Regions from separate parts of the Rattus norvegicus genome. Here region 2 is linked to region 1. The links are chromatin contacts, called in public Hi-C maps. All regions are on one chromosome and are shown on one strand. The core of a region is the stretch at or near the end of the contact, and the rest is flanking DNA. Distances in the headings are between cores, read along the strand shown. Region 1 holds the start of Ccdc9 (coiled-coil domain containing 9). Region 2 overlaps Sae1 (SUMO1 activating enzyme subunit 1).

Region 1 (5,157 bases), core at 891-3,390:
AGGAACCAATTTCAGTTCCCAGCAACCACATGATGGCTCTCAAATGGTGCGCAGAAATACATGCAGGTAAAACACCCACAAGCATCATATATATATTCATATATACACACATATATATCATGCATATACACACACACACACATATATATATATATACAATACACATGTCAAACACACACACACACACACACACACACACACACACACACACACACACGAGGTTGGGGATTTAGCTCAGCGGTAGAGCGCTTGCCTAGCGAGCGCAAGGCCCTGGGTTCGGTCCCCAGCTCCGGAAAAAAAAAAAGTAAACACACACACACACACACACACACACACACACACAGATATGTATATATATAAAACTTTTAATTTTAATTTTGTGAGATAGGGTCTTACTATGTAGCTCTGGCTGTCCTGAAACTCACTATGTAGACCATGCTGACCTTGAACTCACAGTCAACCTCCCTAGTGCTGGGATTAAAGGTGTTCACCACCACTGCCTAGGACCGGTATATATTTCAATTTAAAAGAAATAACAACAAAATTGGGCTGAGGATGTAGCTAAGTGACAGAACTTGTTCACAAGCTTGCTTCGTCTACACCACACACACACACACAGAGGTAGAACTATCCCTGTTGAATTTCAGTGAGATGGGTTGGACAAATTGTGGCCATTTGTCAGATGGGCTATCTCACAGCAGCTTAAGGTGGTCAATTTTTGTGGGAAGAAATGCTCAGACCTATAATCCTACCTTCATACTGAAGAGGCTGAAGCAGGAGGATCAGGAGTTTGGGGACAACTGAGATATTGTCTTAGTCAACATTTTAGTGCTGAGATGAAACATCATGACCAAAAAGCAAGTTGGGAGGAAAGGGTTTATTTGATTTCTGTTTTCATATCACAATCTATCATTGGAGGAAGTCAGGATAGGAACTCAATCAGGGCAGGAACCTGGAGGCAGGAGCTGACGCAGAGGCCATGAAAGGGTGGTGCTTACTGATTTCTTCCCCACAGCCATCTCTGCCTGCTTTCTTATAGAACCCAGGACTATCAGTCCGGAGATGGCACCACCCACAATGGGCTAGGTCCTCCCCCATCAATCAGTAATTGAGAAAATGCTACAGCTGGATCTCGTGGAGGCATTTTCTTAACAGATGCTTTGTCTTCTCTGATGACTCTAACTTGTGTTAGGTTGACAACAAACTGAGCCAGTACAGATATTTAAAAAAAAGAATAATTCAAGTGCCAGTACGTTGCTCAACAGGTAAAAGAGGGTGTGCATCTCAAAGTCCAGGGTTCAAACAGAGGTCATCATAATTGGCCAAGTGCCTTTACTTTCTCAGCCACGTCACCCTGCTTTTATTTCTCCTTTGAGAGAGGATCTATGTAGCCCTGGTTGTCTGTCTGTCTGTCTATCTATCTATCTATCTATCTATCTATCTATCTATCTATCTATCTATCATCTATCCTGCTGTTTTTGACCCCGAGGTAATCTTTCTGTCTCAGTCTCCCAAGTGCTGAAATTAGAGGCATCTACCAGGACTTTATATAGTTGATATAAAGCTGGGACTGCCCAGCTTTATATAGTTGATTTTAAAAAATTATATATATGTATATATATAAGATTTATTTATCTATTATATATAAGTACACTGTAATTGTCTTCAGACACACCAGAAGAAGGCATCAGATCTTATTACAGATGATTGTGAGCCACTATGTGGTTGCTGGAATTTGAACTCAGGACCTCTGGAAGAGCAGTGCTCTTAACCACTGAGCCATCTCTCCAGCCCCAAAACTTTATATTTTTATGAATTGGTTAGTTTCTATAACTAAGGTTTCATTAGCAAGAAGAGGTAATGAAACCAATTTAGGTTTTCAGGGGTCCCTGTATAATGTCTAATTTTTACCTAGTAAAATCGGGAACCAGTGGCTCCGGGTGATAAAAGTCTAAACCAAAAAAGGAACCCAGAGATTTAGTGCTACATGTCCATCCCCTGAGACCAGACAGAACAAACACGCTTCTGCCACCTTCTGCAGAGCCTGAGGGGGTGCGGACCCTTTAAGGCACCCGGAAATGGGATGTCAAGACCGGAAGTGCCCCACTTATTTCCTCTCTTCACGTGGTGTGGCCCGGAAGTGACGCGTGAGGCCCGGGAGCTGCGGACGCGAAGGCGGACGGAGCCGGAGTCGCAGACACCGCGGGGTCTCCGGGACAGGTGACCGGGGGAGGGGGCCGGGTGCGCGCCCGGAGAGGGCGGGGCCTGTTCGCCCACGTGAGGGAGCGTGAACGCGCGCGGATAGAGACGAGCTGCCGGCGGGGGCGGGGTCAGGGTACTCTGCGGGGGGCGGGGACGCGACGCCCACATGGGTCGCTTGAGGGGTGCTGAGGTTGGGCCGTGAACGTGTGGGCAGGGCCAGACGAGCGGGTGCGGGCGGGCCCCAAGCCTGGGTGGTTGACTTAGCGGGGCGGGCCTTGCAAAGCTGTGTCTGGGCTGGGGGTGGGGCCAGAGTTTTGCCTAGAGGATTAGGGGGCAGGCTCGGGACGTTGGGCGGAGACGCTGGGGGCGGGACCAAATAGTGTAGGGTGGGGGTAAGAGGCGGAGTCTGGGCGTTGGCACGATAAAAACTTGGGGCGGGGCTAAAGTGTTGGGCGTGTAAGGGGTGGGGTTTGGGCGGTAGGCGGGCGAATTGGGGGAGTGGTCAAAACGGCGCGGGGCGGGGTAAAGGTCGGTGGGCGGAGTGAACTGAGGGCGGGGCTAGAGTATTGCTTGGGGCCTTACAAGTTCGTCTTGGCGGTAGGGGGTGCTACGGGGGCGTGGTTATGAGGGCCAGGGGCGGAGCTAAGAGATTGGCCTGCTCGGGGCGGGGCCAAAGCTTCGAGGGGAGTGGGGAAAGAGGCAGGGCTTTAAGTGAAGAGGTGAGGATTGAACTGAGGCGTTAGGCTAGTTTGGCCAAGATGCTGGGGGTGTAGCCAGAATATTGTTCTCAGTGTTTTGGGCAATGATTATTTCACTATGACGTGGTTTTAGTGTTTAATGGGGCTAGAGTTTGGGGCAGAGATCCCTTGGGCGAGGCAGGAAAGTTTCTTGGTTCTGGTGGTGGGTCCTGATGATTGCCCAGAAGCTAGTGGAGGGTCCAGGGGCTGGCTGAGACTGGATGGAAGTGGAGCTAAGATTTCAGGGATTTCGCGAGTGGGGCTAGGGTGCTGGTGGAGAATGGCAAATGGCGGGAATGGAGCTAGAAAGTTTTTACTGACCTGGGAGTGCAGCAGAACACAGGCAAGGAAGTAGGGAACTCAGAGGCAGGGGCGGGGCCAGAATCTGGCCGGAAAGGAGGGGCCTGAAGTTTCACCCTAGTTAGGGGTGGGACCACGGAGGTTTTTGGAGGTCGGGTGTGGTTGCAGCTGGCAGTTTTCTCTTGTAAGCCTCTGTAGAAGTTCTGTCTTCTGCCTTGAGTATCACTATGAAGGTCAAGTCCGTTCCAGGAAGGCCCCTGCAGTGGATCCTGGGCCTGCTTGCTGAATCTTTTCCGCCTTGGTAGGATGAGTGCCTTTTCAGCTGGTGGGGCTGGGCTTAGGGGAGCTACAGACTAAAGTTGTCTCAGAGTTAGAACTGTTTTTCATTCTGCTTTATTTATTTTGTGCATGGATGTGTAATCACACGGAGGTCAGAGGACAACTGGTGGAAGTCAGTTCTCTTCTACTTCGTGGGTTCTGGGGAATGAACTCAGGTTTTTAGGGTTGGCACCAAGCCCCTTTACTCCAGGAGCTATTCCTCTGGCCCTCTAGACATTACTTGTGCGGGTTGGAAGGAAAGGTTGTAGCTGACCTGAGATCCAGATCCTGGCTAAAATTATTATAGGAAATGAGTCTGGACTGACATCTTGGGAGGAATGAGTATTAGTTACAGGGGTGGGGTCAGAATTTTCCCAAGGTGGGTCTGACTAATTGCATGGGTGGATCTAAAATTGAAGGGCAGGGTTTGTATTTCTTTAGGAGAGAGGCGAGGCCAGTACTTGAGAATTCCCTTGCTGAAGTGCAAGTGCATTTTTCTGTAAGTCTGTGTTTTTGGAACCCTCAAAAAGGAGAGGAGATACCTTTTCAGAATACTGTTGATCTTAACAAACTGTTCTCTCTGCCTTCAGGAGCTCCCAGTGCTACATGTGTTTTCTGTGAGGAAGATCACAGCCAAAGATGGTGAGCTGGGGTGGGGCAGGGAGGGGAGGGGAGGTAGGCTACAGAGACCAGAGCCTCAAATACTGGGTAAAATGCCTGTGTGGTAGGAAGATTTTTCTTTCCGCCTTTTAACTGCATCCTCACCACAGGCTACTACACTAGATTTGAAATCAAAGGAGGAAAAGGACGCGGAGTTGGACAAGAGGATTGAGGCTCTTCGCCGGAAGAATGAGGCCCTCATCCGGCGCTACCAGGTGCCCTAGCCCTGCCCTGGAGACCCCATCCCCTCTCCTCCCCGCAGTGAGTCTTCCCCACCTCTCCCTTCAAGCTTTTTCATGTTTCCCCTTCACTCACAGGTTGCAAGCCAAAGGCCGTAGTCTGGCCTCCCTTCTTCCATCCTATCATTCATTCATTCATTCATTCATTCGTGAATTCATACGCTGCTCACTGACGTCTTCAGAGTCCTTGTTCCATGCTGAATGGTCCTGGGGACATAGTTACCCTCTGTGATGACCCAGAGTAGACAAGGCTGGGATTGGGGAGTTAACAGGTCTGTGGGAGTCCAGACCTCTCCCTCTAGCCTGAAGACATTAGGGTTTCCTGATAGAGGGGATTCTGAGAACTGAGGGAGGCTTGATATTAGAAAGGAATTGGAAAGGAAATGGATTACGTTTCACATGGGGACCAGTTTGGGCAAATGTCTGGATGCAAGAGAAGGCTTAGAAAATCAGCTGGTGGGGGCTGGAGAGATGGCTCAGTGGTTAAGAGCACTGACTGCTCTTCCTGAGGTCCTGAGTTCAAATCCCAGCAACCACATGGTGGCTCACAACCATCTGTAATAAGATCTGATGCCCTCTTCTGGTGTGTCTGAAGACAGCTACAGTGTACTCATATACAATAAAATAAAATCTTTAAAAAAAAAAAAAAAAAAAAAAGAAAATCAGCTGGTGGAGAATTGATCTAGGGAGGTCATCAGGGG
Region 2 (4,953 bases), core at 928-3,427, 75 kb before region 1:
TGTTTGTGTATTTGTTGTTTCTCGAGGCAGGGTAGCCTTGACTGTCTAGGAACTCACTCTGTAGACCAGGCTGGGCTCAAACTCAGCTTTTTGCTCATTAGACATAGGTATCCTGGGAGTTGATAACATTTTCTAAAATTTATATTCCAGTGATATAACTTTCAAACTTGTCTCTCTAGAGAGAAAACCAAAGTTACCAAAGTCAGCCAAGGAGTGGAAGATGGACCTGATGCCAAGAGAGCAAAGCTTGACTCATCGGAGACCACCATGGTCAAAAAGGTGAGTGAGAGAGAAAGCTGAGGTCAGAAAATCAGAAATCCTTTACAGTTCTAGCAGCCTTTTCAAACGAGTCAAGTTCTGTTCTGGTGCAATGCTGTGGTGACCAGATGACAACCTTGTTTAGCCAGTAAAAGGCATCAGTTTTGAACTCTAGTGTCTGAAGCAGTATGTCAGACTGAAGCAGAAGTAGTTACTTTTCCCTCTCTTTCACCCACTCCCCTCCCAATCATTTTCTTTTTCTACATTGGTATGCAGTTCAGTAAGGTCCTAACTCTGCAGGAGCCAGTTTAAACTTACCCCATCCCTAGACTGGGTTTCTCTGTGAAGCTCTTCACTTTTCCTTTTTACCCTTTATGTATATGGGTGATTTACCTTTATGTATTGTTATGTGTGTGACAGTGACCTATGAGGCTGGAGTTACAGACAGTTGGGAGCCACAGTGTGACTTGAGATGCTCAGTTGATAAAGTTTTTACTGTGTGAGCATGATGAGCAAGTTCATGGCAGCTCATGCCTGTCTGTAAACCAGACCAGGTAGGTGGGACAAACGGATTCCTGGGCCTTGCTGGTTGGTCAGTGAGTGCCAAGTTCAGGAATAGATCCTGTCTCCAAAAGGTGAAGTATTCGGCTGGAGCTTGGCACTGTAGAGGAGGATCTGGGTACAATTAATTCCCTGAGGCACGTCATGGTGACTCATGCCTTATAATTCCAGCATTTAGGAGATAGACTGAGGATCAGAAATTCAAAGCTATTTGCTCCAGCTCCAGGTTAGCCTGGGCTATATGGGACTTTGTCTCAAGGCAAACAGAAAGGTCTTTAATGTAAGTATAGTAATTGCTGGTGTTGTGTGTGGGTTTTCTTCTCGTTGTGTTTTTCCCCCTTCAGTATTGGGTAGAACCTGGGGACGTAGACATGTGTTTGGGTCTAGTGCAGTGTTTAATCTCATTAGAGAAAGCAGTTATGAAAGGGATCAGAAGGCAATGGTTTCTTTAGCTGGTGTTACCAGGGAAAACAATTTGAAGTGGCTGGTATTGGTTTTGTTAAACTGAGAAATGATGGGACCAAGCCCATATTTACCCTTCATCTTGTAGATTTAAATGTGGAGAAGAGAAAGCAGCTGGTTGGAATATCCATTTAAAGTTGTTTTGGGGGTAAGGGGTTCTGTGCAGGATCCACAGAACTGGGACAGCCCGGCAGAACTGTGCATTTTCTTTCCCTTACTTTTGTGTTTGTATTGGGATAGCTTTATCTGTGAGCCTGATGCAGAGAAATTATTAGGCTCTAATTTTAGTGTCTATTCACAGGACTGTAATTACCCAGAGTGAACATTAGAGTTTGGGCCAAACCTGGAGTCCTTTCTTTTTGAGGCCCAGTCATACTTTCTCTGCATGGTTGCCTGAGTGTGGTGGGGAGAGAAATTGTTAACAAATGGAGGAGCACAAAAGGGGCTCTGTAGGTTTATAAATCACGCCCTCTTCCAAGTGTGACACTTGGCCCTGGTGTGAGGGTTTTATGGCTTAAGTGCCTTCTTGATTGAGGCCCACATTTTGCATTCAAGTGGAAAAGCCCTTGCTTTGTGAGCCATTCAGAGCTGGAAGCTTCTCTGGAATCACTTCTGATGATGCCCTCTAGGGTGGATATGGAAGCTTCATTTGGGAGCCACTTTTCTGTCACTATGAGGAGAATGTGGGGTGCCCAGGCCAGTACTTGGCAGCCTTGGTGTGCCATTCCGGAGCACTCTGCCGGTACTTTGCCCTTTGTGCAATGTCTTCCTTCAGAGAGCAGAAATTAAAGATATGAAAATATTCCCCAGCTGACTTTGTTAGTCAGCTGTTACAATGGACTGTTCAGCCGGGATTCCAGCTCTGAGCTCTTGAGGGTGCACAGCATGCAGCGCATTCCTTCTGACAATCCCCTGGATTCCAGACCTTGGCTTTGTGTCCTACCCGGAGCCCAGGGCAAGGACAGGGTGTGGCAGTGTTTGGCCTGTGGCTTTGCCACCTGGCAGTAACAACTTCTCTATTCAGGCAGAAAGGGCCTTGGGATTTTATTTTACTTACTTATAATTTTTTGAGTGTGCCAGTCCTGGCTGACCTGGAACCCAGAATGTAGACCAGGTTCACCCAGATCTTCCTGCCACCAGGCCAAGTGGCCCTGGGATTTTGAAGTTTTGTCTACTTAAGGTCCTTCATCCAGACTTTAAGGTTTCCTAAATTGTACAGAATAAGGAGTTGGGTTCTACTCAGACTGCAGGATGGGGTGAGGGAAGCAGCTACTTCCTGTTTCCTGTGAAAGGTGTCTGTCAGAGTCCCCCTCTCCTCCCACTGTCCTAGGTTCAATCAGATGTTGTAAAACCACTTTGGGTTCAAGGTACATGGTGTGCTCCTAAATTAGAAACTTCAGAAAACAAAGAGGAAAAACAGAGCTTGTGGTTTTCACACATCTAGGAAGTTGGGCCTTTTTAACACCCATGTGCTTGTGATAAATAGGGCAGTAGGAAAGGCCCAACTGGAGGCAGCTGGTACTTGAGTTTGTTAGCATTTTTTTGGTACTTTGGTTTTTAAGCTACATGTGTACTCTGTGTGTGTGTGTGTGTGTGTGTGTGTGTGTCTGTGTGTCTGTGTGTCTGTGTGTCTGTGTGTGTGTCTCCCCTGTTAAGTGTTGTGGGCAATTCTTTTAACACTGAGCCACAAGCCCTCTCTTCCCTTTAGACGTTAGTAAAGGGACAAGTCACCCGGCCATGTCATCTAGGTTAGTGTACTTCAGGATACACCTGATGGGAGGAGAGAATCAGCTCCTGCAGATTGGCCTCTGGCTTCTGTGTAGGTATGTGTGCACACACAGTAAATGAATAAATAAATGTGCTTTTAAAATATTAAGATTTTAGTCCTTAAGGGAAGGAAAGTTTTGTTTATTGCCATATTCCTAGGCCAGTGCTGAGCACAGTCATAGTCAGGAAATAACATTTCAGCGTAATGCATTTCCTGCAGCCGAAAAAGACAACCCTGAAGGAGATCTTGTCCTTTTAAACCTAGATCATGGAATTAACTATGAGGTGAACTAAATGGCTTAGCTATATAGTACGTTAGTTTTCATAGATCAGTTACTTGATCTGAGAGAACAAAATTCCAAAGATAAGAAACTTGCTCAGAAACAGAAGTGAGTTACTGAATAGTCAAGACAGGGCCTCACAGACCGGTGAGGGTTATGGCCCTACCAGGTGTCAAGATTGCTTGGTTTAGAGCTGCTGTCACCAACTTTTTTGGGTGTTGAATGACTTTTCACGGGGTCACTATTGGAAAACACAAATTACACTGTGATTCATAGTAGTAGCCAAGTTATTGTTCAGAAGTGTCAAGAAATAGTTATATAGCCAGACGGTCATGTGCACACCTTTAATCTCAGCACTGGGGAAGCAGAGGCAGGCAGATCTCTTGAGTTCAATGACAGCCTGGCCTACAGAGCTGAGTTCCAGGACAGCCAGGCCTCACAGAGAAACCCTGTCTTGAAAAGAAAAAAAAAGAAAAGGAAAAAAAAATTATGGTTGGGGTCACGTCAATCTGAAGAAGGGTTCTAGCTTTAGAAAGGTTGAGACATGAAGTGCACTGTCTCTATAGTGTTTGGGATACAGCTTTCTGGTTTTCCAGGGAAGGTAAGATAGTTAGCTGAGATGGGGAGTGACATGATGAGCTCTCGTCAAGTGAGCATGTGTGTCTATCCGTTCCTGGCCCTCCATTCCTTCCCTTACTTTCTCTTCTTTCCTCTCTTCATGACTGAAAACGGGTAGCCCAGCTGAGTTTAAACAGCCTGTAGCCCAAAGAGGCCTTGTGTTTTCAGTCTTCTGCTTCAGAATGCCGAGTGTGAGGCATACTGTTGCCACTGTGTCTGATACACGTGTAAGTATGTATATAATTATTTATTTCATGTGCAGAAATATGCCACATGCCTGAAGGTTAACAGTTATAATAAAATAAACCCTGTGAGAATTAGACACCCATGTTGTCAGTGCCGGCACACTAATCTCTGCCGCCTTCTTCTTTACTCTCTGCTGTAGTTTTCTCCTGAACAGGTGACTCCGGGGCTGCTGGTCTGTGTGATGGATTAAAAGGGCAGACCCAGATCTAAAGAACTAGTCCATAATATTCATCTACCTAAAGTAAAATGAGTAAATGGTTTGTTTTTAGGCACTCTTTCAAAAAAAAAAAAAGAAAGCAACTTTCTGTACAAGAGTTTAAGCATAAACTCAGACTCTTAGCTAGCACCATAGATAATACCAAATTAAAGAAGCAAGCAGGTTTGACGTGGCGTGTCTAAGCTTTCTGTTTTTCTTCAGTGTAAATAATGGTTGTCAGCGGTTGGTTCTTCTTCCCATGTGTTTCTTCTCATGTCCGTATGCGTAAGCCATATGTAGATTTGCTCCCTGTGTCCCTTCACTACTTCAGAACTGGTTTCCTGTTGCATGTGTGCTGCCACCTGCTTTGTGAGAGAAGCATTGTGTTGGTGGGGCCATCTGTTTGTGTGTCTTTGTAGGGCTTTGCTGTCCTTTGTGGTAGGTACCAGACACATATTTAATATTAAATACAGTATAAAAATGACAACTCTAGCGCTCAGTGAGCACCTGTAGCTGCTGGTGTGGGAGTTGCACAACATGCACACATGAGGACACCATTGTAAT

The links. Hi-C and Micro-C count contacts between places; a contact is called where the count stands out from the background.
Region 2: a Hi-C map of liver shows a contact between it and region 1, with 3 times the contacts expected there. The contact joins the enhancer-like site here to the promoter of Ccdc9 in region 1. A contact is called at or near these places in 11 of 12 Hi-C or Micro-C datasets (the A7r5 cell line, the Rat2 cell line, Schwann cells and 6 more) and 1 of 1 datasets of contacts at active chromatin or transcription factors (oligodendrocytes).

The regions. Positions count from the first base shown.
Region 1 is chr1:86,116,769-86,121,925 of GRCr8, reverse strand. It overlaps Ccdc9 (coiled-coil domain containing 9), which reads left to right and starts at 2,140. Exons shown (of 14, transcript NM_001401581.1): 1 at 2,140-2,220; 2 at 4,148-4,199; 3 at 4,328-4,432. The coding sequence starts at 4,197.
Region 2 is chr1:86,192,440-86,197,392 of GRCr8, reverse strand. Sae1 (SUMO1 activating enzyme subunit 1) reads left to right here. Exons shown (of 9, transcript NM_001012063.1): 5 at 180-279. Among named protein-coding and RNA genes, the nearest start is that of Sae1, 20 kb to the left of the region's middle. Within about 2 kb of position 2,177, at least 29 of the 93 cell types and tissues checked have an H3K27ac peak or open chromatin away from gene starts, as enhancers often do. A contact at or near this core is called in the A7r5 cell line, Schwann cells and liver, where this site is marked.